7 separate regions of the Mus musculus genome follow, and regions 1, 2, 3, 4, 5 and 6 are each linked to region 7. Evidence: chromatin contacts called from public Hi-C, HiCAR-type and Micro-C data. All regions are on one chromosome and are shown on one strand. Each heading gives the region's core, a stretch centred on a gene start, on an enhancer-like site or on the middle of the called end of the contact. The rest is flanking DNA. Distances are from core to core; before and after follow the strand shown. Region 1 holds the start of Mrpl33 (mitochondrial ribosomal protein L33). Region 2 holds the start of Fosl2 (fos-like antigen 2). Region 3 holds the start of Gpn1 (GPN-loop GTPase 1). Region 4 holds the start of Gckr (glucokinase regulatory protein). Region 5 holds the start of Tnip2 (TNFAIP3 interacting protein 2). Region 6 holds the start of Fam193a (family with sequence homology 193, member A). Region 7 holds the start of Ctbp1 (C-terminal binding protein 1).

Evidence for each region. Hi-C and Micro-C count contacts between places; a contact is called where the count stands out from the background. HiCAR-type assays count read pairs that join an accessible place to other places.
Region 1: a contact with region 7 is called in a Hi-C map of B cells, with 5 read pairs. The contact joins the promoter of Mrpl33 here to the promoter of Ctbp1 in region 7. A contact is called at or near these places in 2 of 39 promoter capture datasets (embryonic stem cells and liver) and 1 of 484 Hi-C or Micro-C datasets (B cells).
Region 2: a contact with region 7 is called in a Micro-C map of embryonic stem cells, with 6 times the contacts expected there. The contact joins the promoter of Fosl2 here to the promoter of Ctbp1 in region 7.
Region 3: a HiCAR-type map of astrocytes shows a contact between it and region 7, with 5 times the contacts expected there. The contact joins the promoter of Gpn1 here to the promoter of Ctbp1 in region 7. A contact is called at or near these places in 2 of 39 promoter capture datasets (hippocampal neurons and liver) and 1 of 115 datasets of contacts at active chromatin or transcription factors (astrocytes).
Region 4: a contact with region 7 is called in a HiCAR-type map of astrocytes, with 7 times the contacts expected there. The contact joins the promoter of Gckr here to the promoter of Ctbp1 in region 7. A contact is called at or near these places in 2 of 39 promoter capture datasets (hippocampal neurons and liver), 1 of 484 Hi-C or Micro-C datasets (B cells), 2 of 115 datasets of contacts at active chromatin or transcription factors (astrocytes and embryonic forebrain) and 1 of 9 other capture datasets (adipose tissue).
Region 5: a contact with region 7 is called in a Hi-C map of B cells, with 8 read pairs. The contact joins the promoter of Tnip2 here to the promoter of Ctbp1 in region 7. A contact is called at or near these places in 3 of 39 promoter capture datasets (liver and neutrophils) and 1 of 484 Hi-C or Micro-C datasets (B cells).
Region 6: a contact with region 7 is called in a Hi-C map of B cells, with 6 read pairs. The contact joins the promoter of Fam193a here to the promoter of Ctbp1 in region 7. A contact is called at or near these places in 1 of 39 promoter capture datasets (pre-B cells) and 1 of 484 Hi-C or Micro-C datasets (B cells).

The regions. Positions count from the first base shown.
Region 1 is chr5:31,612,554-31,615,616 of GRCm38.p6, forward strand. Mrpl33 (mitochondrial ribosomal protein L33) reads left to right here and starts at 1,398. Exons shown (of 4, transcript NM_025796.3): 1 at 1,398-1,469; 2 at 2,050-2,068. The coding sequence starts at 1,448. The region is part of intron 2 of Gm38424 (a long non-coding RNA gene); the gene reads left to right.
Region 2 is chr5:32,134,923-32,137,823 of GRCm38.p6, forward strand. It overlaps Fosl2 (fos-like antigen 2), which reads left to right and starts at 1,550. Exons shown (of 4, transcript NM_008037.4): 1 at 1,550-1,883. The coding sequence starts at 1,782.
Region 3 is chr5:31,493,358-31,496,367 of GRCm38.p6, forward strand. It overlaps Gpn1 (GPN-loop GTPase 1), which reads left to right and starts at 1,384. Exons shown (of 14, transcript NM_133756.5): 1 at 1,384-1,526; 2 at 2,161-2,254. The coding sequence starts at 1,416.
Region 4 is chr5:31,296,061-31,299,252 of GRCm38.p6, forward strand. Gckr (glucokinase regulatory protein) reads left to right here and starts at 1,503. Exons shown (of 19, transcript NM_001374741.1): 1 at 1,503-1,619; 2 at 2,105-2,260; 3 at 2,654-2,722. The coding sequence starts at 1,560.
Region 5 is chr5:34,512,652-34,515,554 of GRCm38.p6, forward strand. Tnip2 (TNFAIP3 interacting protein 2) reads right to left here and starts at 1,328. Exons shown (of 6, transcript NM_139064.2): 1 at 968-1,328. The coding sequence starts at 1,246.
Region 6 is chr5:34,368,307-34,371,489 of GRCm38.p6, forward strand. It overlaps Fam193a (family with sequence homology 193, member A), which reads left to right and starts at 1,627. Exons shown (of 21, transcript NM_001243123.1): 1 at 1,627-2,121. The coding sequence starts at 1,900.
Region 7 is chr5:33,273,503-33,276,316 of GRCm38.p6, forward strand. It overlaps Ctbp1 (C-terminal binding protein 1), which reads right to left and starts at 1,502. Exons shown (of 10, transcript NM_001198861.1): 1 at 1,277-1,502.

The DNA of each region.
Region 1 (3,063 bases), core at 148-2,647, 1.7 Mb before region 7:
GACAGGCCAATGTTGCTTTCTCTCTACCCTATTTAATTTTTTTGGAGATAGGATCTTTACTGAACCTGGAACTCTCTGATTTAGCTAGACTAGCACTAAGTACATGCCTGCCATATTTGAAAATTTAAAATATGACCTCCAGATTTTGAAGATTTGGATTCAAGACCTAGACTTTCCACTAATAACTGGAACAGCCTTGGCCAAGTTAGTTATTCTTATCCTTGGATTCCTCACATGGAAATGGAAATACAGCATTGCTGAGAAGATCACTTAAGACAACAACAACAACAACAACAACAACAACAACAACAACAACAACAGGCCAGAGAGGATTGCTTAGCCACTATGAATATTTGTTGCTCTTGTATGGGAGTAGGGTTTGCTTTCCAGTACCCACATGGTGGCTCACAACTATCATAACACTCTGGTTCCAGATTTGAAGCATGATGCTAAACTTCTCAGGTACCAGGCACACAAGTGGTACACAAATATACAAGCAAGCAAAACACTCAGGCGTAAAAATAAATTATAATATAGGGAGAGTCATTATAAACACACAAATTAAGCAAAACAACAGCAAAAATAATAAAATCCTGATTATTAATTGGGAGATGAAGTTACCAGTGAGGTCCCTGGTGGTGGAGTTAGGACTTCTTGCACAGGCATAAAAATATTGCTGGGCAAATGGTAGATCAGAGTACAATATCCAGAGACTACCCCACCCGGGGATCCATCCCATAATCAGCCATCAAACCCAGACACTATTGCATATGCCAGAAAGATTTTGCTGAAGGGACCCTGGTATAGCTGTCTCGTATGAGGCTATGCCAGTGCCTGGCAAATACAGAAGTGGATGCTCATAGTCATCTATAAGATGGAACATAGGGCCCCCAATGGAGAAGCTAGAGAAAGCACCCAAGGAGCTGAAGGGGTCTGCAACCCTATAGGTGGAACAACACTATGAACTAACCAGTACCCCCAGAGCTCGTATCTCTAGCTGCATATGTATCAGAAGATGGCCTAGTCGGCCATCACTGGGAAGAGAGGCCCCTTGGTATTGCAAACTTTATATGCCCCAGTACAGGGTGGGTAGGGGAGCATATAGGGAACTTTCGGGCTAGCATTTGAAATGTATATAAAGAAAATATATAATAAAATTAAAAAAAAAAAAAGATAGATCAGTGTCTCTTGGGAAAGGCTACATGTTTTGGAGCCAGGCAGATCTGGGTATTGTGATATTTGGCAGTATTATCTTTTGTATGGAGGGGGGGTCCTTCCCATAATACCACAAAATTCACTACCAATAAATCACTGAGTCAGAGACTGCCCGAACTTCAGGGGAGGGCGTGGCTTCTGTCCACTTCCTGAGCCTTCTACCGGAACCCGCGCATGCCCCGGAAGTAGTCGTTGAGCTCTTTAGGCGGGTCTCGGTGAGAATCGGTGGACCATGCTGCTCTCCGCTGTCTCTTGTAAGTCGGTCTGAGGCGGCGGCAGGGCCTGCGGCGTGGAGCCGAGGCGGTGACCCGCAGGTCCCGAGGTGGAGCCCGGAGGGGTGGAGGACCTGGCGCGGCGGCTGCCACCCCGCGGCGCGCCTCCGGGTCTGGTGAGAAGGCGGCGGGAGCCCCGTCGCCCTCTGCAGGGGTGTCCGAAGAATGTCTACTGGCCGCTGTGGTATTACCCCGCTGCCTGGCTCCTGGCTGACATCCTGATTAGAGTTAGCATCTCAGGCGACTTTGCTGCAGTCTGTAAAGTTCAAACAAGAGCTGTGTTGCAGTACAAATATTTACACTATAGAAGGGTGGGGATAGAGCAGATATTACTTAGAACGATGTTAAGATGGCAGACAACTGTTGATTATACCAAGACAACAACAACAACAAAACATTCATAATTGTGTGGGCCAGACTCACACCAGGAAAAAGTTATTTTAGTGTAAAGTGGGGAATACTTTTAAAGTGTTTTTGGTTACAACTAATGTTGATAAGCACTTCGAATGAAAAAAATAACAACCTTATCTTTTTTCTTTCTTCCAACCTTTACACACACAAGTTGCCAAGAGCAAGTCAAAGTAAGTAAGGTTTTTGTTTTATTGGCCCAGTGTTTGGGTTTGATCTCCCAAGAGTTGATCTGGGGTTATTTATTTGGTTAATTATTTTGTTGATGTGAGCACCTTGGGGGAAAAGTCCTTTGATGGTGCTACCATTGACAGTTCGATCCTGGGTTGCAGATACATAAGCTGAGAATGCATCTGATATACCAAAACCACAGATCATGTCGCTTAGCAACCCTGCTTCCTCTTCCCTTTGTGGCTGGTAGGAAGCCGAGGTACCCGTTACTAACTGGGGAAGAGAGCACAGTGGGAAATGTGGCCTCTTGCAAAGCAGTGCATTTGCACTGGGTAAACTGAGGATGTAAGTTGAGGACTGTGCTGTCTCCCTTCTGTCCCAGGGAGTATTCACAGCCTTTGTGTAAAGGAACTTTGCTTCTGGTCTCACCTCAGAATCTATTAGTTCATTGCTTTGCTCCTAAAGCAAGCATCAGGCTGGTGATCTGTTTGGCTCTACCTAACCAGAGCCATTTGCCTGAGTCTTCTGCAGGAATCTACAGATGAGCTCTGATTTGATGGAAACCTAGAGCCTGTTTATAGAAGTCAGTCCAAGCACTAGAAAGATTGCAGAGCTAAGCGTTAGGCAGCTGGAACTGAGAGGCTAGACCTGTGCCTTGCCTATGGGCCAGTCCATCTGTTCCATAATTTCAGCCCTAGGAGGCACAGACTTAGTGTCTTGTAGGGCTCCTCACAGAGTAAGTACCCCATAGAGACTTGTTGAATCCGTGTGACTGAATGGATAATTATGTTAATTATATAACCCTCTCTCCCCTCCAGTACTGGGCATTGAACCTAGGCCCATGCTGGGCACAAGCTCTCTTCCTGAATTCTGTTCAGCCTCATATTTGTTTTTCTAAGTTTTCAGACTCAATGAGTTGCCCAGGTTGGCCTTGAACTTGTGAACTTCCTGCTCCAGCCTCCTAAGTGGTTAGGGTTATTGGCCTGTACCACCATAC
Region 2 (2,901 bases), core at 300-2,799, 1.1 Mb before region 7:
CGCGCGCGCGCGCACACACACACACACACACACACACACACAACACACACACACACAAAAAGGGGAAGCAGTGGGCAGCCAGGCTCCGAGTGAAAAATGGGCAGGCCAGCCCCGCCTGGCGACGCCGCGCCGCACCCCGCCAAGACCCGGCCGCAGGGTGGCGCGGGTGCCCGGTGCGCCCAGGACGCCCGCTGTACCGGGCGGCGCCGCTGAGGGTGCGGACGACTGCGCACGGCCGCGCCCTCCCCGCGAGCAGCTCTGCGCGCCGGGCTCTCTGCCTCGCGGTGGCGCCGCACTGAGCCGCCCGTCTCGTCTTCAGGGCTGCGATTTTTTTTTTTTTTTTTTTTTTTTCCTTTTCTAAAACCCGGAGCCCAGGCCGGCGCGGCCGCTTTCGGGGCCCCGCCCCGCGCCCCTTCCTTTTGGTTGGGGATGGAGGGGAGGAGGTAGGGAGGCCAGGGCGCAGGCGGGAGCAGGCGAGGGAATCCCTCTCCCTCCACGTCACCCGAAGGCGAGGAAACCCGCATTCGCGTCCTCTAACGCAAATGACCATCTTTGGCAACGTGCGCCAATGGAACAGACCAAGGGCGCTGCGCCCCAGGGGGGGTGGAGGAGTTCGGCGAGAACGCGGGCGGCCTCGGCGCCCCCGTAGTGCGAGGGCCGCGCTCTCCCACCCTCCCCGCCTCCCGCCTTCCTCGCGCGGGGTCTGTGGCTGGCGTCAGCGCGACCGCGAGCGAGGCCGGGAGGGGAGCGCCCCGCCCGCCTTCTCCCCTCCCCTCCCGCGCCTCTTCCTCCTCCTCCTTGTCCCAGGCCTCCTCCCCCGCCGCCTCGAGCGCTCCTCCCAGCAAGGTGGAGTCTAAGGTTGACGTGAGTGGATCCACATGGTGCGGGGCTGGAGAATAAAGAGTGTGGAGTTGAACTCGTGCCATTGTAGTGACTCATCTCGGGCAGAGCGCAGGGGCTCGAAGCGAGACAGTGAGCGGCGCTCGGCAGGGACAGAGAGAGAGAAAGAGAGCGAGCGCAAGAAAGAGGGGGAGAGAGGGGAGGGCGAAGCGAGGCGAGAAGCGCGAGGCTTGGCAGGTCCTGGAGCCAGCACGGGGTGCAGGTCACTGCGACGCGGAGCCACGTCCCTCTCAGCACCGCTCAGCCTAGAATCCCACGGGCGCTGTCCCACCGGCGCGATCGGGGCCGCTGGACCGGCGCTCACCGCCTTGTCCTAAGTCAAGTGTCCGAGTCGCCGGGAAACTCAGGCGGCGAGTTGGCCACAGGAAGTTTATTCTCGGGCTCCTTTTCTAAAAGGAGGAAACAGAAGTTTCTCCCAACCGGCAGCTTTTCTTTTTCGCCTTTTTGGCGCCCTGAGAGATCGGGGAGGGAGTCCCCCAGAGCTGCCAAGCGACACCCGCGGGGCTCCTAGTCTTTTTGCGTTGCCCATTTTTCTCCAGCCCGTGGGTCCCGGCAGAGCTCCGGCTGCGCGCGGGGGCGGAAGGGCGCGCGCAGGGGAGGGACCGAGGGACGCGCCGACTTTTTAGAGGGAGGGACTCGGTGGACAACCGGTTCCGCGGAGCTTGCAGAGCAGAAACGAAGTGCGGTGCGCGGCGATCGGGGGGGTCACTTCCCGAGTGTCGCTGCCTCCTGTCTGCCTTGGTTAGGGGACATCCCGGGAGCGAAAAGCCCAGCCCGTGGCCGGGCCGGTGGACCAGCGAGCGCGCAGCAGACTGTGCGCGGCCGCGGCGAGGGCGGGGAAGAAAACCACCCTGTTTCCTCTCCGGCCCCCACCGCGGATCATGTACCAGGATTATCCCGGGAACTTTGACACCTCGTCCCGGGGCAGCAGCGGCTCTCCTGCGCACGCCGAGTCCTACTCCAGCGGTGGCGGCGGCCAGCAGGTACGTGCGGGCCGGGGTGCACCTGGCGGCGCGGGCAGACTCCTACCCTCTTCTTGCTCCCACTGCCTCCACCCCCAACCTCCTTCTTTTCCCTTTCCTAGCCAGGCTAGAAAAATACTTCACCGCTGTAAGTTGTGGGTTTCTTTTCTTTTCTTTTTCTTTTTTTTTTTCCTGTTCCGCCCTACCCACTCTCCACTTTTCTTTTTCTTTTTCTTTTCTTTTCTTTTCTTTTTTTTTAAGCAAGTGGAGAGTGGGCTTGAAGAGCCAACGACACCCTCTCCCCCTTTTCGTACTTAATTTTCCAGAAAAGCTCTTGAAATTACAGGTCCCCTCCGGGAAGCCTGTTGCCTCCTTCCGAGCCGCTCTCCCTCCCTTTTCACGTTCCTCTTTCTAGGTAGTGGATAGGCAAGAAAATTTTTGCGCCCCCTAAGCCCCTCCCAGCCGTCAAGGACCCTACGGGGGGGGGCGGGGGGGAAGGCTTTTTAACCCTTTCTTCTTCTGTTATTCTTCGGTCTTAGCTGTTTTCTGAAAGGGATTGGGGACTCAAAAACAAAGCTGGGCTCCTTCAAGTGTTTGGGAGTGAGGGCGAGGGTTGCCCCTGGGAATTAGGTGCGAAGGTCAGGAAGGAAGAAGCTGGCTTTGATTGGCTCTTGACACCTCCTGTGACACCCCCCCTCCAGCTTCCGGTAAGGGTTGGGCAGGAGCCTGTACTTCCCCCCCCCCCCAGCAGAACTTTGAGGGGCTTGGGGGTACCTGGGGCAAAGAAGCTGTCAGAGAGAAGTGGGAGAAAGAGACACATCGCTTGAGCTCCTGAGTGGATTTAGAAGTAGAAAAACATCTCTTTCTAAAGCAGCCAGACTGGTTTGCACTGAAGGATTGTGCCTGTAATCTGTGTCTTTGTAGGTACCAGACAGGTATTGGTGGGGCGGTAGGGGTGGTAGGGTACCTGGCCTGTGTCGCAGGAACCACAAACACCATCTTGTGAGGGAATTGCATGAACTCAAAAGGTCCTCTGCCA
Region 3 (3,010 bases), core at 134-2,633, 1.8 Mb before region 7:
GTAACACAAGCCAGACAGTGGTGCCCAGAGAGGGCCTGAGTCAGGAAAGGAGAATCACTATCCATTTGGTATGGTACGTTGCTCACTGATCCTGGAGCTCATTAATTTGGCTAAGCTAGCTGGCCACTGAGCTCCAGGGATTCTCCCATCTCTAGCTCCCTAGCACTGGGATTATAGGCACAATCCACAATGCCTGGGCTTTTATGTGAGGGCAGGGGTCTGAATTCTGGCCCTTAAGTTTGTGCAGCAAGCACCTTACTAACTGAGCCCTCTCCACAGCCTGCACATGTCATAATAAAATGAGATATCTATGTATAGATATATACAAACTTTTTGTTCTTTAAGAGTTTTATCCACGGGGGCTGGTGAGATGGCTCAGCGGGTAAAAGCACCCGACTACTCTTCCGAAAGTCCGGAGTTCAAATCCCAGCAACCACATGGTGGCTCACAACCACCCATAATGAGATCTGACTCCCTCTTCTGGAGTGTCGGAAGACAGCTACAGTGTACTTACATATAATAAATAAATAAATCTTAAAAAAAAAAAAAAGAGTTTTATCCACTTTCCAAGAATGTCAACAAAACCCAGGGCCACCCTTGACTCCTAGCCCTTTACCTCACTCTTAAAGGGGACTTTTTAGGAGTTTTCTGGTTCCCTTGAGCCTTTGGTTCACCATCTTTTCTTCTTCCCTTGGACAAATAGCCATACAGATGAGCAAATAAGACATTGGTCACAGTCTCTGTCATACAGGGCTTTCCCTCATGAGGTTCGTCTCCCTTCCTCTACCCATATCTTCCGGTATTAATTATTCAGCCACACTTCAGCCACAAACGCTGTAAGGTTCTTTAGTCCCCTTTGCATTAGGCAATGATTGCCAGAAAATGTATCTTCCTCTGTTAAAGTACAGTATTCATGCTATCTTTCAAGTGTTACGCTAATTTTTACCTAATATTTTCTAGAACATAATGACGTTTAATTTTTTTCTTCTTCTTCTTAGACAATAAAATAAAAGGTAGAGCAACACCTTTGTTATAGGATCCTGACAGATCCTGGCTTGGGAATCCCACCTCATTACTCCCTTGGGGACACGAGCTTAACCCTTTCCGGGTCCTATCTCACTCCTGTCAACCCTTCCTGGTTCCCTACACTACCCCTCACTTGTGCAAAGCCACTATAGCATCAAAGTGACCCCTGCAAGTCAGATGCCAAAAGCCGGTCAGGCACCCACTGCAGTAGGTTCGAGCGGTTTGGATAGTCTGGCCAATCGCAACCCTAAACTCAGAGAGGCCGGATCGTTCGACCAATCGTAGCCCTGTACGCAAGAGGACGGATTTTCCTACCAATCGCAGCCCGGAATTCAGAGAGCCCGCAGGCCGCCGGGCGATCCCTGAGTGGTGGGCGTGGCTGAGGAAAGATGGCGGCGCCCGTGGCTCCATCCGAACCCCAGGCTTCCCGGGCTCCTCAGCCCCCCGTGTGTCTGTTGGTGTTGGGAATGGCGGGATCCGGGAAAACTACCTTTGTACAGGTGACGTGCACCGTGCAGAAGCGGTAGTGGCGCCTCAGGCCCGGGAAGAAGGGAGGAAGTTGTCTGGGGAATCTGCGGGTCCGGGCGCGTGGTTTTCTCGAGCTGTCCTCTGACTCCTTTCCTTCCCGAAGCCTCGAACCCTAGCCTGGGTCACTTGAGGCCGGCTCCTGGGCAACCTTAATGCACACTTGGTACAGCTGAACTTGTCTTGCTGCGAATTGGCAGCTTTCCGAAGGCCCGGGCCTAAAGAGTAGGGGAGTGTAACGTCTACTACTCTGGTTTGCGTGAAGAGTTGTGAAAGAATCACTTCGTTCGACCTACCACGTTCTAAGCTCTGAGAGTACAGCGGCAATGAGATCGACAGGGTTCTTGCTTTCACGGAGTGAGTGTTTTAGTGGAGGAGACAGAGGAAGAAAACCCTTGGAGGGGCAGAGTTAGCGAAGCCGTGACGGAGAATAGGGAGACAGGTACTGGAACTAGATGGCTTTTTAAACTCTTCAGTGTTGAACACGCTGAGGGAAGAAGGAGATTGTTACAGATTTTATAAGCATGGTCAGTAAAGGGATGGGAATTCTCGGGGCCCGTTCCTATCCTTTGGTCATCACCCTCCAACCCTGGCTCCTTGTTTTTGCAGAGGCTCACAGGACACCTGCACAACAAAGGCTGTCCACCGTATGTAATCAACCTGGACCCAGCTGTGCATGAAGTCCCCTTTCCCGCCAATATTGGTGAGTGCCTGCCTGCCTGCTTGCTTGATTTCCTTTTCTTGTCTTTTCTTTCTAAGCTAGCTAACTATGTACTTTTCTTTTCTGTGGATTTGCCTGAGTTCCGGAACAGGCTTCTTGCTTATGCAGATTTATCCCTCTTATGCACTATCCCCGCTCACCTCTCTCTCATGCCCTCGGTGTGTGAAACCGTTGAATTGGTTTGAGAATGAGACATGACATTAGGTCGGGCTGTCACCTGACACGTGAATCCTTTGGTTTCTTTTGTCAGAGTTTATAAGATTTGCTGTAATTCACTTTATAGGCAGGTTCCTTCCATTTCCAAAGTTGTGTGTGTGGGGTGTGTGTGTAAGAATATGCACTGTTCTGAGGAGAGCTTTCTGATTGAGACTATCAAAAAGATTTAAGTATTGGTGTGATCCAAGGGAGCCTGAGGCAGAATATTTAGAGTTCAGAGTCAGTCCGACTTGCATAGCCAGACCTCGTTTGGAAAAGAAAAGGTGGGCGTGGGGGTAGATTTGTTATCAAAGTGTCTGTGATCCACTAACAGGGCTCTTGGATGTCCAGGCTTCCTGACTCCTAGGCCTTAACTGTCAGGGCTAGGGTATGAAGCTTTCTTACCCCAAATACACAAATTGGGTAGGGAATCTTGTTTTGAGAATCATAGGTTAGGTCAGGCGGTGATGGCTCACGCCTTTAATCCTAGCACTCAGGAGGAAGACACAGGCAGATCAGTTCTAAGACTGCCAGGGCTACACA
Region 4 (3,192 bases), core at 253-2,752, 2.0 Mb before region 7:
AGCCACCAGGACAGGCTCAGGTGTGAGGGTCTTGTGCACCTGAGAAAGCACCTCCTTCCCCGCATGAAATTAGCCAAGTTAGGAAGAGGCATTCCATCTCCGAATGCAGGAGGGGGCCACGAGCAGAGGATGATGGAGATAATTATTGTTTTAACAACCTCTTGGAGACTGCGTCAGCTTTTAAGTCTCTTTTCCATTCATGATCTGATTTGATTCCATTCGCTTTCTCATTCACTCTTTCGTTTATTCAGCAAATATTTACTGATCATCTTCTATGTGCCTGGCATCATTATAAGAACTAGAAAGGATTAAAAAGAGGGCTGGGCATATAAGAGCAATTTAAAAGCAGATCTCTCTCTCTCTCCCCCCCCCCCCCCCCCCGTGGGTGTGAGTGTAACACATTCCTTTGAGAGAAATCGGTTAACCCACACCTCAGGTTTTCTACCCTTAAAGCATAGAAACATGAAACAATTGTTAGAATATCAATAGTGTCAAACACTGGACAAGGGTCTTTTTTTTTTTTTTTTTTTTTTTTTTTTTTCCAAGACAGGGTTTCTCTGTGTAGCCCTGGCTGTCCTGGAACTCACTCTGTAGACCAGACTGGCTTCAAACTCAGAAATCCACCTGCCTCTGTCTCCCGAGTGCTGGAATTAAAGGGGTGCATCACCACTGCCCGGCAACAAGAGTCTTTAAAAACCTTCTGTCACTGTATGAATAAGTATTATTCAACAACTTGTTAGTTGTTGCATTCATTCAGTAAACATGTAGACATGTTAGGTCCTTAAATTATTTCATATGTTAGCTGAGTATGAAATCTGTGTGATCCTAAATAGCCAACCACTTGTCTGAGGCTGTTTCCTCATCTAAAAACAATGCCAACAATGGCTTCTATGTATCTATGTGTCCATGTGTCCATGTATCCAATGATGTCTGCCATTTGGGAGAAAGTGGGTCAGGAGAAATAGAGACTGTGGTATTTAGGGCAATTTCTTGGTCCTCGTTGTTCTTAGCAGTATTTCTATTTCTGTGACATCTCCTCTGTGATATCCAGTTCAGTGTTCGCACACCTGGGGTCCAGAAGCGTCTATTGCTTTTCTTTCAGAGAGGAGCAGATAAAATGAGCCAGTGGGGCAGGGAAGGACTGCATGCTGACATGTGATCAAGCCATGACCTGAGTCCTCTGACTTCTACTGACCCTGATCTCTGGCCTTTGGAGGCATTTGGGCCACAGATTTGTTCAGGGATTCTTTCTGACCTGGGTGTTCTGCAAGGGCAAAAGCAAAGAACGTCTGGTCCTCTTCTCCAAGGGCAGAGGCTGGCAAGCCAGAGTATACGCAAAGAGGACCCTCAGGAGCTCCTGTGAGGGCTGGAAGCCCCGGCGACAGGAACGGGTGTTGAAGAGAGGGGCGTAGGGGGTGGTGTTTTGAGAGGCAGGGTTCTTAGGTTAATCATCTCCATGGCTCAGATAAGACCCTGCCAACTGGAAGCAAATTATTGGGGCCAGAACAGATTGCGTGAGTGCAGAGGCAGGCGGGTTGGAGAGTCTGCAGTGTGGGACCATGCCAAGCACCAAGCGGTATCAGCATGTGATCGAGACCCCTGAGCCTGGGGAATGGGAGGTAAGGTTCTTTCTCCATTTCAGCCTTCTCTTCTGATTCCTAAAATACTGTTAAGTTTGGACTGGCCTCAGCTCTGGACTTCTACTCCCTCTTCTATTTTTTTTTTTTTTTCTTTTGCTACACGGTCTAGCCCAGGCTGGCCTCAAACTTGCTATGTATCTGAGGATAGCCTTGAACTCCTGATCCCTTTGTTGCAGCTTCACTTTCCAAATGCCTGAATTGCAGGCACACTTACCATGATAGGCACCTTTCCCCTTACCTTTCCTTATGATCTTCCTTTCCTAATAGGCTCAGAACATCACATGAAGACTAAGTTTTTAGTATGTGAATGGTGTGTGCCTTATGTGTGCATGTATGTGCACAAGTCGGTGTGTGTGAAGTATGTGAATCTAAGCCAAACACTGGGCCTCCTGCCACTCCCACCTCCAGTCCAGCAGGCATAAGGCAGACTTTGGCTTTCTGTCCCTACCCTTGTGTGTCTCTAGTTGTCAGGGTATGAAGCAGCTGTGCCAATCACAGAGAAGTCCAACCCACTGACCCGGAACTTGGACAAAGCAGATGCAGAGAAAATTGTTCAACTGCTGGGGCAGTGTGATGCTGAGATATTCCAGGAGGAGGGGCAAATCATGCCCACCTACCAGGTGACCCACAGTCAAATCTCAGACACTGCAAATAAAGATGTCAAGTCGGCCACACTTCCACCTCTACCCTCCTGATACAGGAAATCCTGATCCCTCTCCTTCAATCTCAATCCATCATCTTCCATTTCTTCCTCCCCTCCCCATTCCCATTTTTAAAATTTATTTATCTGTTTTGTGATGTGGAAGGATTTGTTCCATGAGGAAATGTGTGGAAGTCAGAGGACAACTTTTGGGAATCAGTCTGTCCTTTCACCATGTGGGTCCCTGGGATTAAACTCAGATCATCAGACTTGGCCACAATCCTCTTAACTCACTGAGTCATCTCACTGCCTTTCTCTCACCTCTACCCCCCCACCCCATTTCTCCATCCTGATTCCTGTCCACTCTCTACAGCGACTGTACAGTGAGTCAGTTCTGACCACCATGTTGCAAGTGGCTGGCAAGGTCCAGGAAGTGCTGAAGGTACAAATTCCCCACCTGCTTCTCATCCATCCAAACACTTCTGTTCCCTCCAACTTCCTCCTTCCCGGGTCTCCACTTCTTGTTTTTATAAATCTCAGTTCTTTATTCTTTTAGTCTTCCCTTTGGATATTTTTTGTTGTTTTAGTCACTGATAATAGTTATGACAGCTACCAGATGGATACTACTTTATCAGCAGCAGTGCATTTCCTTTGAAAATATTATTATTTTTTAAATGTTTATGGCTGTTTTGGCTGCATGTATGTCTGTGTACCACGTGTGTACCTGGTGCCCTTGGAAGGCAGGAAAGGATCACAGATGATTGTGAGCTGCCATGGGGTCCTCTGAAAGGGCAGCCAGTGTGTTCATGGCGGAGCCATCTCTCCATCCTCAGCAATGCACTTCCACACTCTGTACATCCACAAAACCCAGTAAAGTTGGTATTATTATCTTTTTTTTTTTTTAAGTTCTCT
Region 5 (2,903 bases), core at 78-2,577, 1.2 Mb after region 7:
TCAAAAGCCCGCACCAGGCCTAGTGGACGTCTCTCTGCCAGTGGATCAGGATGTAGCTCTCAGCTACTTCTCCAGCACCAAGCTTGCCTGCAAGCTACCATACTCCCCACCATGATGATAATGGACTGACCCTCTGAAACTGTAAGCCAGCCCTCAATTAAATACTTTCTTTTATAAGAGTTGCCTTAGTCATGGTATCTCTTTAACGCAAATAAGGCAGTGATTAAAACAGCTACACACCCCTTTGGGACTAATATAATAATATTACTAATAATATGAGTACATATTGGAGAAGCTTACTACCAACAGAACCACGTGTTCGAGGCTACCTCAGAACATTATGCCCCACAAGATCCCTGCACTCCAGGATCCCTCACATTCCGCAGAACCCTGTCCCCCACAAAACTTCATGAGTAAGTTTCCCACAGCAGTACCCCTCAAAGTCGAGAGACCCAGGGGGTCTGTCCCAAATTAACCTCTATTACAAGTCCCTCAGAAGTGCTCATAACCTCAGCAGGACGTCAGGACTTGGTACTCCTCAAACAGTCACACCCCTACCACCCTGTTGCTCACCAGAACCCCGAGCCCCAGAGACTCCTGCTCACCTCTGGCATATCCCCTGAGCCTACGAATGAATCCCGAACTGCTCAATACCCTGAACTACCCAGACTCTTACCTTCAGACCCTAATCCAACAGGATTACCTGCGCCTCTGATCCCCACGCCCTTCAGACCCTGAAACCTCAGGACCCACTAGTCTCAGGATCTCGTATCCCTCATAACCCAGCTCCTTTCAAACCCCAGCGCACCCCTAAACCACTATGCTCAGACCTCGAGCTCTTCAGACCCGCACCTCGAGCTTCATATCCTCGCGACCCTCAAGACCTCGCGCATCTCTGGACTCCACGTCACTCGCTCCAACAAGTTCCCCAGGCCGCCTTGCGCAGCAGCTCCCGCCCGCCCCGCACCTGCCGCAGCTGGGTCTCCGAAGCGCCTTCCTCCTGTCGTCGCAGCTGCTCACGGAAGCGCTCCACCTGATCCAGAAGTGCGTCCACGAGTGACGGCGCCGTGTGCCCTTCCAGAGCCGCGAGGCGGGTGCGGAGGCTCGCGATGAGGGCGTCACGCGCGGCCAGCTGATCCTTCAGGCGCTGTAGTTGCTGGCCGGCCTCGTGGTACAGGCCACAGAGCGCTGCGGCCGCACGCGGGGCCCCGTCCTGTCTACCAGACCTTGGGTCCCCAGACGACATGGCTGTAGGCCTTCCGTGGGGACTTGGGCGTCTCCAACTTCTCCACACAGGGGGAGCGAAAACCAGCCTTCCCGGAACGTTTCCCGCCCCGCCCACTCCCAGAGCCTAATCCGCCCCCGCCCACAGCTGGCTCCGCCTCGTCCATGGCCCGGAGTCTGACTCCGCCCCGCCTACAGCTGGCTCCGCCTCTCCCACTGCCGGGAGTCTGACTCCGTCCCCTCCCACAGCTGGTCCCTCCTACTCTATGATCTCACTTTCTCTTGACACACCAGCTCCATTCTAGGTGCTGTCTGCTCTATTCCCTGCGTCTGAGGAATTTTCCTGGAGTCAGACCCCATCTGCGACCAGGGTTTGGGGTTAGGTATCCTCTGGTACAGCAGCTGAAGAAAAGCAAATAAATCAAAGGACTTCAAACATGGGACGTAGAGTGTGGTCAGGTTTCATTGGCTGGGCTCCTTCCTCTTCCGGGACTTGACATGCGTTTCTTCATAGAGGGACACTGACCCAGAAAGGTGTTCCCATCCAGAGTACATGATGGAGCCCAGAGCCAGCCACCAAACCCCAGCATGCCCCTAAATTCGCGTTAGGATGGCCTTAGCGCTAGAAGCTGTTCTAGCAGAAGACAAGAGGGTGCCCACCCTTTCCTTCCCACAGTTTCCATATGAACACTGTTTTTCCACTGGGAAGTCTCTCCTCCGTGAGAATCTTTCAATGGCTCATTGCTAAGATCTCATGGAGGTCCCCTCCCTATGTGAGGATGTGTGTCTCCTTTTCTGCTCAGTCTTCTACTCTCAATACCCTGTCTGCTCACAGGCAAGCTCTGGTTGAGCCTGCAGGAACACACTCACTTGCAAGTATAAAACTATAAGCAAAGCCAGACCTCGCCAAGAATGTATGGGATGGATACTGGGAGTCACAGACCTGGCTCACTTATGTTCAGTTCCTTCTTAGCCCTTCCAGCCCAAAACTTCTGCTCAGAAAAGATGGGTCACAGTTGCTTCCTTCCCTACCTGGTAGGGGTGTTGTGGAACTAGAGAATGAGTGCGTATTTCTTTTCTATTAGTGTGACAAAATGCCAGGACCAAGGCAGCGTATAGAAGAAGCATTACTTGGGATAAAGGGTCAGATGTTTAAAGCTGATAGCTCACATCTTGATTACAAATCAGGAAGCAGAGGGCAAGCTGAAACCTCAGAATCTCTCTGCCCATAATGGCACAGCTCTTCCAACAGGCCATACTTTGAAATCCTTTCTAACCTTACATGAGTCACCAACTGGGGACCAAGTATCCAAACATGAGTCTATGGGAGCTGTTCTCATCCAAACTTCCATGATTAAATGATTGTCCAGCACAGTCATTGCTATGGTCATGCAGGGTCATCTTGATTGACTGAGGCAGTTGTGGGATGAAGGGGAAGTGGGTGTGGGAGTGGATATCACACAGAAGAACCCTGGCCCAGAGCTGATATGTGGCTTTAACTCTTCACTACTATTCCTGTGTGTAGCCTAGTAGACCACTCAAGTGCTTTTGAGCCTGGTTGTGAAGTGCAAAATATGAATCAAACAACAAAGACATTTATTCAAATGCTTCTGGGCCACATGTGTTTGGAGTTCAAAAGCTTTGATTTTATGTAGTTGCACATAATTGAGATAACCATC
Region 6 (3,183 bases), core at 377-2,876, 1.1 Mb after region 7:
CAACAACAAAAAAAACCCTCTTCGGCCTCCTTATAGAAGCTTAGAGATTCTGTGAATTCATTTGCTCTAGAAACAAAGTGTCTTTGTACATACACTTATGTTGGTGCCCAAAGTTATACCTGAGCTAGAATCTGGGCCTTGCCTCTGAAAACTAGAGTGGCTTTGGGCAACATCCTTAGCACCTATAAACCTGTTTCTTATCCATAGACTATGACTAATAGCACCTCTCAGGAGAGTGTATGTGTGAATGGAGATTTGACAGAGAATGACTGCACTGCTGGACAAATGGTCATTCATTCACCTAGCAATTACTGGAGTGCTGCATGCCCAGCCCTGTGCCTGCAAGGGGTTGGGATTATGGTGGAGGCAAGCACTTCTATATCCTGTGCCCTCTAGGATACTAATGACACTTAAAAATTTCAACTCCATGCCAATGTGCCAAGAACAGAAGAAAGCAAAGTGGTTATGGAAGTAGGGAGGCATTCAACTGGACTCCTTAGATGAAATGGAGGGAAGGGGCGGTCCTGACACTGCCCACCTATGGAGTACTGAGGGAGATTTAGCCTGGCATCCTACTACACTTTAATATCAGAGCTATCCAAGACCTGTTTGGGTGAGGGACCTTCATTCTATTGGGAAGTTAGTCATTGAAACGGGGTTCATCACATTGGGCTGCTCAGGTTTGGGGTGAAAAATGGGTCAGAATTGCTGAATTGGGCCAGAATGACTAACTAGGAGGTAATAGGAGATGGTTCAGGAGCGCATGTCTGTATGTCGCAATGCTAATCTCAACAGATAGCACTTGGTTCCACTGATGGAATCAAAAATAGGTATGAACTGCGGGAAACCTTTGGTTTGGGTCCTTGTACCTATAGGCGATAAGCAGGGCGCCAAGGAACAAGGTTTCTAGGTAGTGGTCCAGACTTCTGTCCTGAACTAAAGTCCTCCTGGTATGTGGTGAATGGAAAGTGATGAATAGCATGGGCGATGGCCTGAGGAAGCGCTCCTTTAAGTATGGAGACTTTAAAGAGAAGCGAGGAAGGAGTGAGGCAGGCTCCTGCTTACTGCAGGCCTTGTCAGCGCAGATGCAGTGAATTACCAGTCGGCGGATGCCGGCCCTCTTTCCACTGGCCCTGGCATAGGCCAAGGTCACACAGCGACAGGTGAAAGGGGCACGCTCGAACCTGGACTGGGCCAAAGTCAGCAGGGCCCACTACGAGCAGGGCAAGAGCTTGGGTCTTTGGCAGGAGGCTGTACTAAAGGAACTGAGAGACCGCCAGAGTTGGAACTGCGAGACCCTCTTGGACCCCGCCCGCCTCCAGCTCCGTCCGTGCGCGGACTACAGATTCCACAGGGCCACGCGGCGCCGGACGTCACCCTAGGCACACCCTCTCCCCGCACGACTAACTGCGCGTGGCCCTACGGGAGTCGTGGTCCCGCCCCACACGCCCGGGCGGAGCCGCGGGCGGCTGGAACTACAGCTCCCGGCATGCCTCGCGCGTGGCGTCGGGGGCGGGGTCCCAGGCCAGGGGCGCGCCGCCCGGGAGGGCGGAGTGCGGGGGGCGGCCGCCCGCGCCCCTCCCCCTGCCGCTGCTTCCCCCCTCCCCCGACGTAAACTGGGATCCCTTTCCCCTTGTGTCCGCCATATTGGACTCTTAACTCTGGTCAGCGGCGGCACCGGGCCCGGTGGACTCGCGTCGCTCTCGCCAGCAGCTGCCCCTCAGATCCCGTCCGCCCCGCCCTCCCAGCCCGGGAGGAGACCCCGCGCCGCGCCCCCCGCCCGGCCGGCCGCAGCGCCCGCCGCCGCCTCCGCCTGCCCGCCGCTGCCGCCGCCGCCCGCGGCCCGGCGCCCGCCCGCGCCCCTTCCCCGCCCGCCGTCCTCCGTCCCTCACTCCCGCCATGAGCCCGGCCGACGCTAAGCGCGGAGCCAAGCGCCGGAAGAACAAGCGCGGCGGCGGCGGTGGCTCGGGTGGCGGCGGCTCGGGCGGCAAGGCCGGCTCGGCGGCGGCCCTGCGCGGCCCCCAGGCCCCGGGCCCCGGCGCGGCGGGCCTGCTGGGCGGCGCGGCGGCCCACGGGCCTCTGGGCGCGGGTGCGGGCGGTGCCGCCGGAGGCTACTTCGAGGTAAGCAGCAGGGGTCCGCGGGCGGGAGCGGCCGCCGCCCCCTCACGAGCGGCCGGGCGGGCGCGGCCGGCGGATAACGGGCCGGCGCCTGCCTAGCTGACAGCTCCTCCCGGGCGCGAGCGCGGCGGAGGGAGGGCGGCGCCGGCGGGACCCCCGAGGCACACCGACTGTGGCCTTGAAAAGTGCCCCCTAGAAGTTTCTGGGTACCGCCTGGCGCACCACGGGCGCGGCTGTCTTGCCCTCTGTGCCTGCTGCTGTAAGCTCTCGGGAGCCGCCGGGGTCTCTTTCCTCAGGAGTGTCAGCTGAGGATAGTCGCAAGGGTTGGGGTAACTATTTTTTCAGGTTTACTTACGCAGGCATGCTGTGGATGGACCGCTGTCTCTTTTATTCTGTTTCAGAAGATAGTGCTGGTACGTGGGATGCAGTTGGCATAATCGGTTCTATAGATTGGATTGGCCACCGAATGATTATGGGTTTCTCTCAAGTTGCGTTCTTGTAAGGTTGCTAAAACAAGTTATCTTCTTTTAAAAAGACATCCACAGTGAAGAAACCAAAGCTTTAAGGGGTATTTGTGTGCCAAGTCATGAGGCAGATTTTTTTTTTTTTTAATGAGATTCGGAATATTGTGTTGGCACAGTATGTATTGAGAGCAGTTGAGAAAATTGTTGGGGATGGGCATGGGTTTTGATGCTCATGTTGTTGCAAGAAAGTACAGTAATGGATAAATACTTAAGTTTTCCTTATTTGTTCCCGGTGTTCTCTGCAGTTTTGGTGCAACTTTGGGAGCTTTCTTCGCGGAGTATTGTTACATTTGTTTAGCATCTGGGGTTTGTCCTTGGGTTTGAGTTTCCAGAGTTTGGCCTTTTTCTTGACTCTGGACAGCTCTAGTTTAAAATGAGGTTGTGATTTTTCATTTTGGGACTTTGTGGGTCGCCTTTGCTTTTGCTGGAAGGGGAAGGTGGGAGGTTGGCCTGTTCGAAAGCTTTATAGAAAGGGTAATAGTGGTTGCTGGAGCTGGAAGTGAAGTACATCCATTTCTGTATGTACAGTGAAGACCAGCTG
Region 7 (2,814 bases), core at 252-2,751:
GTCCTAATCAATCAAAAGCTCAACACGACAAGGGACATAACCCTGGGCCAGGAAAGGTTTGACAGGCAAGGCTGTCCTGCTGATTTCTGGAAGGCAATGGGCTGGGCCTGCCCTCCCTACCCCATGGGAAATTTGGACTATAACCCTGCTGGTTTGGGTGCAGAGCCTCTTCCTACAAAAGTGTGTGTGTGTGTGTGTGTGTGTGTGTGTGTATACACATGAGCCTCCAGGGAGTTCAGCTCTGAAGAGGTGCAGTGTAGGGGAGGAGTACCCACCACCAGTCCAGGATGAAGGCAGGCCTGGAGGGCCTTACCCCGCCACACCCTGAAACAAACTGACAGGATCTGCAAAATGGCCTTGTGTGATAAGAGGTATAGTGGGCCATCACAGGGCGCCTCCCTTTTTCCCTCCTGCCTACAGTTCCTTATTTCCTGCTGGCAGCACACGCTGCGAGGATTCATCCCCTGCCAGCTTTCAGGCTATAAGGAAGAAGGCAGTGCCCTTGTGAGAACAGAGCTGGGGGTCAAGCCGTGTGGTCATTAAAGTGGAAGCGCCAAAGAGAGGGACACTGTAGGGCACTTGGACGGTGGGCAAAAGGCTCCTCCCTAATCCGAAACCTCTCGGCTGCCCCGCCCGAAGGTGGGGTCGTCTTCGCTGCGCGTGCGCCAGGCTACGCGGCCAGGGAACGCAGCCAAGGAAGGACTGCCCTCCACAGGCAGGACCCCTGTGGCTTAAGGACTTTCATAAATGAATAAAAAAAAACGTAAGTGGTCCAAATCCAGGTGCCAAGCTGAGCATCACTAAGTCGACCAGAGGGGTGATAGGCATGTAGGCCACCCATGTTCCCTCAGCGCCACCTCTAGAGACTACCCGCTCCCGGATCTGCCGACCCGAGGCCCATGCGGAATCCGCAGGCTCGTCACTCCGGGAACACCTAGGTCCCGGCTGGGTGTCCACGAGAAGGATCCTCGCGGGACCCCGGGCCAGGAAGACAGGCCCGGCTCGGTCACAGTCTGGGTCGCACCACCACAGGCCCCTTTGTCACCTGCGCGGGTCGCGAGCGGGCATCGGAAAATAGGGACGCGCACGCGCGTGCAGCAGTTCGCGCATGCGCATCACCCGTTGGCCTCCTGGGTTTCTCCCCCCCAACCAGGCGCGCGCGCAGCGAGCGCGCACGCGCACTCGCACACAAAGCCAGCGCCGCGCGCGCCCGGCCGCCCCGCCCCCGCCCCTCCACCCCCCGCCCGCAGCCGGAAATGCGCGCGCGCGGCCTTACCCAGCGGCAGGCCCTTGTTGAGCAAGTGGGAGCTGCCCATTGAAAGGTGCGGGTGGCCGCGGGCCCCGATGAGTCCGGCGCTCTCCGCCGCCGCGAGCCCTGCGCCTGGGGCGGCTTCGGCGCAGTCTGCTACTCCGCCCGGCCGCCTGCGCCCGGCCACCGCCGTGCCGAGCCGCCACCGCGCCGCCAGCCGCGCTCCGACCGACGAGCGGGCGGGGACACGCGGCGCGCGCGCGCGGGCGTGGCCTCGGTTGGTCTGCTGTTTGCAGGCAAGGCGGCGCGCTGGACGTACGCGGGCGGCTCAGGGGCCCAGCTGCCCGCCGGCCCGACGCTCGGCCCCCACCCCCAGCGCCCCTCCCAGGCTGGATTCCCTTCCTGGACACGCCCCCAGCTGTACCCGCCCCCGGCCTCCCCTCCCCTGCGCGTACCCCGGACTGCGCCCCTGCCACTCCTTGGCGCGGTGACCTGGGCCGGAGCCTGAGTGGTGAAGCAGCCCATCCGCGTGGGGCGCTACCAGTCTAGTCGCCGGGGCCTCAAGAGGACAGCGAGAGCGGTTCACTCGGCCCCTTGTGCGCTAGAGCTGGGGCCGCGGACCCAGGACCCAGGAGCTGGACAGCGCCCCAGCCAGGGAAAGTGATCTGTGCGCAGGGACAGATGCCCGCTGGCCACCCCAGAGTAAGCGACTGACTGTTGGTGGGACTGTCAGACAGGCGTAGCGAGGGATACCGCTTAGCTGTTAAAAAAAATAAAAATAAAAAAAAATAAAATAAAATAAAATAATAATAATAATTAATAATAATAATAATAATAACATCACGGGAACAGTCCAAACTGAAGGATGCTGAAGGCCATATGGTTACGAGTTTTGAAAATCAAATCTTTGAGAAAGGTGGGCAGTATCAATGAGGGATGACAAGGGCCTGGGCATCTGTTTACAGAAAAAATGCTTTGAAAATACCTTCCAATTCCATCTATTGGCAGACATGGATGGAGAAAAAGATCTAACAGGTGGAGTCTCAAACCTGCTACAGTATTTCCTAAATAGACTGAGGGCTAGGGGGGAAAGCCAGCAGATGTACACTTTCCCTTAATCCCCACCCCTATCCTGGACTGTCTCTCCTGGTCTGTTCCAGTTTTCTCGAGCTGCAGGTGACTCCCTACAGATCCATCCAAAGGGCTCCTCCCAGTTGTTCCATCCTAACATAGCAACTCCATGGCAGAGTGACACCTCCTATTCCTTCTCAGGCTGCCCAAATTCCCACTTTTTCTTGCACATTGTGACTAGGACCACCACATCACTCCATCCTTGTGAGGGATTATATCAGGGCTTGTATAAAAACCCTTAGGGCTCAAAAGATGGCCTAATAGGCCATCACTTGAAAGAGGCACATTGGACTTGCAAACTTTATATGCCCCAGTACAGGGGAACGCCAGGGCCAAAAAGGGGGAGTGGGTGGGTAGGAGAGTGGGGGGGGTGTGGGTATTGGGGACTTTTGGTATAGCATTGGAAATGTAAATGTGCTAAATACCTAATAAAA